Regions from separate parts of the Mus musculus genome. Here region 1 is linked to region 2. A link is a contact called in public HiChIP or PLAC-seq data. All regions are on one chromosome and are shown on one strand. Each heading gives the region's core, a stretch centred on a gene start, on an enhancer-like site or on the middle of the called end of the contact. The rest is flanking DNA. Distances are from core to core; before and after follow the strand shown.

Region 1 (2,700 bases), core at 106-2,605, 250 kb after region 2:
CTCTGTAAGAATCTGACCTGTTATTCAGAGACAGAAGGCGCACGTGATGTCCAGAGGAGGTGAGTGCACGCTTCGGACCTTTCCCTTCTCCCATATTCCTTTTCCAGCTTGCTGATTAGAAACAAGCCTTTAAATAATACTCGCACACTATTTCCACATCTCTCTCCTTACTTTTCATGTGTCTTATGCCATGAGCCTCACAGTAAACTTATGAGCTAAGTCAACTTCTATTAAACCAACACATGTGGAAACTCAAACAGAAAACTAAGCCACCTCTCTCAATGGTCTCAGAGCCATTAAAGCATTGAACCAAGGCAACCGGAACTAAGTAAGGACTCCCAAGTCACCGACATCTCAATCCCAATTGTTTGTCTAAGACGAGTTCTTCAGGTTCATATTTGCTATAGTCAGGGGATCACCTTGAATTTCTGACCTTCCTGTCTCCATCTTCCAAGTGCTGGGATTAGAGGTAAGCTATCACAGCTGGCTTATGCAACACTTAGGATCAAACCCATGGTTTCACATAGGCTGGGCAAGTAATCTACCCACTGAGCTGTATGCACAGTGATTTTTTTGAGACCTTGCTGGTAAGCCCAGGTTAGTGCCAAACTCACATCAATCCTAGGAGTACAGGAATGTCCCTCCATGCCAACGTAGTGATTCTTAACCTATTTTCTCCACTCATTTGTTCAACAAGTAACTAATGAAGTACTCAAAGACACAGTGGAGAGACCTGGAAGCAACCCTCATTTTGGAAAGACAGTACTAAAAGGCACACCCTCAATGCTTACTCTTAGACCATATCTACTTCTTCCCTGTGATGTTTTACATTCACCTAGACCTCAATTGATGCAGCATGCCCTTCAAGTCCAGATATCCCAAGACACACTCAACCCTTTCTTCCACTCAAGCTCTGTCCATCAACTCCTTGGATAGAACCCAAGGAACTCCTCACCTGATGTCCGAACTGGTTGCAAGGGAAGCCGAGAACTACCAGGCGCCTGGGAAAGCGACATTGCAGCTCATTGAGCTGGTTGTAGTCCCGGGTAGTTGTTCCTCAGAGTGACGCCACATTCTCAATCAGCACAGCCCTGCCTCTGAACGTATTGAAGTCTATCTTCTCCCCATCCAGGCCAACGGCACTGAGATCGTAGAACGACTTGGCAATGTAAGCCATGCTGAAGAGCAGTGAGCCCTGCCCTGCTCTGTGAGCCTCCTTAAGTCCTTTAGACCGGTGGGAAGAAAGGAGGAGCCGGAGAAGACCGAAAGGACTTCACAAAGGGCCTTTGAGCATTCCCGGGATGACTTAGCAAAAAACAGGTACCCACCTGTGAACTGTTTGAACAAGGCTGTAGCTCCTCCCACTTACTGCCACTGAACAAAGCCACCTTCTGCCCCACCCCACTGGCAACCTGGAAAGGGCCAATTTGATATCTGTGAGCAGATGTGAATAATTCACTCCTTGCTGGAAACCAGAGCCATAAAGGTCAAGTGGGGAGGAAAGAAGGGAGGGAGGATGCAAGATTGACTTCTGCTTGCCCCAGCAAGTTGATTTTGCCTGGCACAGACATCTGTCTCAACACATTTATTAGAGCATCAGTCTCTGAGTTGTGGGAGACAAGATATGCTTGGGTCTGAATTCTCAAGTGGAATCAAAGGGACCCTTGGGAGGAGAGTGTGTTGTTTTCCAGTGCCTCAGTTTGCACCAGGCAGAGGGACGAAGATGTGTTTGTCTTAGGAAGCCTTTTAGTGAATGATGTTCCTTGTCCTGGAGAACACTGGGGTCTTTGTCCCTGTACTGTAGCATGTCCTACATTAGGACATCCACCTCCGCTCTCCATTCCCAAGCCAGTCATGAGGATGGAGTCCTTGCTGACTTAGTGATCAGGACCCTCAGAATGGATGGTAAAATTCTGGGTAGACAACTGTACCTATCTCCCTCTCAGACAGGTTCAGTCTCTGAGACTTTTTGGAGGAGGCTTGTGTGAATGTGTGACCCTCTCCTCACAGGAGGTGACATGCAGGAAGGCAAAGCAGCTGCGGTTCCAGGTAGGCCACTAAGACATCCTCAAAGCCAGCCATGTATGATGGGCGATCTCTGGCCTGCTGAGGGCTGTCATCGGAGCCCACTCTTGGGAGCTCAGCAGCTGAAAAGACCATAATGCCACTCCACGGTCCAAGCATGAGCTAACTGAATCAGGAACTTTTCAGAAACCCTTGATTTCCCCCATCAGTAAAACTAACCATTGGGTTTATCCTGGCTATTTTAATAAGGCAAATGTTTTCCTATCCAGTGAGAGCTGTCTCCTAGAAGAGAGTCAGCAAGAGTGGCACCCAGCCTTCCGGATCTGATTTGTTGGGAGACAAAGAAACTACTTCCCGGGAGTGCCTTCACTTCTGCTGCATAGCTTGTTTAAGGGTGTGGAGCTCATTGTCTGACAGCTCCCTAAGAACAAGTTTCCATTATCCAAGTGGGAATGGAGTCTTTCGATGCCATAAATGGTGGCAAGAACTTAATTCTTCTGAGGGCATGACAGAATCCCTAGGCACAGCCAGTGACTATTGCTACCAAGCTACAGAGTCAGAGGGACTTGGCAATGGTGTAAATAAGAACTTGATAGTAACCTGCCAGGTTCCTCCGCCCTCTAGAGCTTCCTCCAGCACCCGGGGCTTCCAGAGAGAAGGATGCTTTTCTTTGCT
Region 2 (2,700 bases), core at 145-2,644:
ATGTGGCCTGCGATTTTCGTTTGCTATCTGGGAACAGCTTGTGCCTCAGTGTTCCTGACCAGAAAAGCAGGGATAATTCTGCTGTCCACCTGTGTCCCACCTTCCAACTTGCAGCCTCGAGGACCGAAGGGTTAATAGCCTCAGGCTTCGAGGGCCTGAGTGGGGGAGGTGCCCCACAAATGGAGTATTGTTGTGTTGTTGACTGATCTGGCTTTGTTTGAGTCTTCAGTGTTTGACTTCCTGCACTTAGTACCCCATGTGCTTAATCTCTGGAGAGATTTGTGGTCTTCTTCTGCAAGGTGCTTACCTCCTGGGGCTGGGGCCTGGGTCCTCCCCCATCCGGAGCCTTCTAAGTTTTGCGGGGAAGGTACATTTTCATGGCTAAGGCCCCCCAGCAATCAGGAATGAGAGAAATGCAGCAAGTGTGACCCACACGCGGAACTGGTTCTGAATAGGACCGTTTATTGAAGAGGTTTCAGCAGGAGGCAGCGGGCGCTTTAATTCCCGAGGTTGTTGGTGGCAGTTCGTTGCTTGCCCAGCCCGAGCCTGTTAACTGCTGGGCTGCCGAACTCCGGAGAGAATGCCGCTCCCCAGTCCCTGGCCACCTTCCCGGGACTGCTCTCTGTGTTGGGATGGGAGCCCTTTTGAGGAAAGCGGTAGGTAGCCTCTGAGACCCGGCCAAGGGTGGCTGAGTGGGGTGCAGCTGGGACTCTGAACCTCGCCTGGCAACCTCTGGGGAACATGAGCAGCCACAGGCTTGTGGCCCAGGGCTTTTGAGGCTCCCCTGGAGGTTCAGAAATGGAGGACCACACCGGGTTCAGTGTAGAAAAGTGACTTCTATTTACCTTGCCTGGGTGCTTCCAGTAGGTTTGGCCATGTGACTCGCAGACAGCTCTGTGGCTTTTGGAGTGCTTTGCTTGGGGACTTCAGAGGTCTTCTCTCAACATTCACGGATGGGTGGCTAGAGAAGGTCCTGTGTGATCACACTGTCCCCATACACGCATACATACACACATGCATAATGGGAAAACAGTGTCTTTTTCCCAGAATCCACAGGGGGTGGTGATGTTGATTGTTCTAGATGAAATCAAGCGGCACCATTGGTAGGGGAGGTAACAAGTGGGTCCTGGATACCCTAATGGGTGTCAGGCCGGGTGGAGCCAGCACCTACCATCTGTGTAGCTCTAGGAGGCAGGTGCAGGGAGCCGGGGGCAGATCCTTGCTCAGACTTCACTACTTCTTTCTCTTGTGTGTCAAGGCCTCCCTCTTCATGGAGTGGACTGCCACCGGAGCTGCCGTGCCCTGTGTACTCTGTAGCCTCTGGGGTTTGGTAACAGGTGAGGGAACTGTCGAAATTCTGGTCTTTGTGTGCTCCTCGCTGAGGGAGAAGTTTCCTCTCTCTCTGCTGGAAACTGGTTGGATGAGTTTCCTTTAGGCCTGTCTGGCTGAGGCCTCTTAGCCAGGGTGTGAGGGACTGGGGGATGGGAGCAGGTGTTGTGGGTGGAGTGGCTTTCAGAGCTGCGGCAGGCACCGCAGGGTGAGGCGCTGGATTTGACGATCTGCCTGTCTGTGAGGATTTACACTTGTGTGCAAATCCCTAAGGTCTGCCTTGGAAAAGCCACTCCCCTAGCCTCTGGGCTAGGATCGTATGGTCCTGGTGGAGGCCCGGGCAGAAGTAGGGGTGGATTGTGGAGAAGCCACGGAGGAGGAAGTTGGTGTTTTAACTACATCAGTCCAGGAGAGAGCGTGTCTTGTACGGTTGTTTCTGTACCTGGAGGCTCATGCTTAGAATTAGGAAGGAGCCAAGACTGAGGGAGATACCGTGCTGGCAGCCTCACCCCCCACTTCTGACAAGTGTGGGAAAGAAAGGTAAAAGATGGGGTGGGGGGTATCCCTTTGATGTTAAGATTCATATGGACCCTTCCTCCGCCCAGATGAGAGCTATAAGCCCCTATTCCTAGAGGGAGATTCCCCTCCAGCTAAGACTGGAACCTCAGTGGTCCCTGTTGGATAATAGCCTCAGGTAAGGAGGAATTGCATTAAGCTGTTTGGGTGATGGCTCTTACAGTCCCTTTCAACCCTACCTCTACCCCATTCTAGAAAGGTCACATACAGCCCAAACTGGACACACACTCCCTGTGTAGCTAAGAATAGCTTTGAACCTCCAGTCTTTTGTTTCCACCTCTGGTTTTTATGTAGTACTAGCTATCAAACTCAATCTTTCCTTCAGGCAAGCACTTTAGCAACTGGACAACATCCCAGCTCTTCCTGCCTTCCTGAAACACCTAATTTACACATTGCTTCGAGTCACCTTGATTTTTGGGTCACGCATCTTCCCTCTGTGCGTGAGTCGGGGTAGATCTTAACTCCTTTCTGTGGAGTGATCTCTGGGGTACTCCCCCCAAGCCCCCACCTCACTCCCTACCTCACTCCCTAGATATCAGCTGTGGAATGTCTGCAGGTCCTGGGTCTCTACCTTCCTTTCAAACACATCTTGGCCCCGTGGGCACCTGAGCTGCAGTCTGAGTCTCAAGTGGTGCCTTTTGAGGGCATATTCTCCCATCTCATCACCTGGGGCCTGTTTCCACCTGTCTCTGTTGCTTGATCCTCCAGATCTGCCCTGGTTGTCCTTTCTCACAAAGCAAGTCAGGTGCTCCCAGGCCCTGCTTCCCAGGCCTTGCTGCTCCAGCTGTCCTGGAT

What was found. HiChIP or PLAC-seq counts read pairs in DNA pulled down with a chosen protein or histone mark.
Region 1: a contact with region 2 is called in an H3K27ac HiChIP or PLAC-seq map of embryonic stem cells, with 3 times the contacts expected there. The contact joins the promoter of Gpx2 here to the promoter of AI463170 in region 2. A contact is called at or near these places in 9 of 39 promoter capture datasets (the SN4741 cell line, cranial neural crest, embryonic stem cells and 4 more), 1 of 484 Hi-C or Micro-C datasets (liver), 2 of 115 datasets of contacts at active chromatin or transcription factors (both in embryonic stem cells) and 1 of 9 other capture datasets (liver).

The regions. Positions count from the first base shown.
Region 1 is chr12:76,794,199-76,796,898 of GRCm38.p6, forward strand. Gpx2 (glutathione peroxidase 2) reads right to left here and starts at 1,356. Exons shown (of 2, transcript NM_030677.2): 1 at 956-1,356. The coding sequence starts at 1,177.
Region 2 is chr12:76,546,531-76,549,230 of GRCm38.p6, forward strand. AI463170 (expressed sequence AI463170) reads right to left here and starts at 1,395. Exons shown (of 3, transcript NR_046044.1): 1 at 1,172-1,395; 2 at 846-961; 3 at 442-641. All of the region lies in intron 1 of Plekhg3 (pleckstrin homology domain containing, family G (with RhoGef domain) member 3), which reads left to right.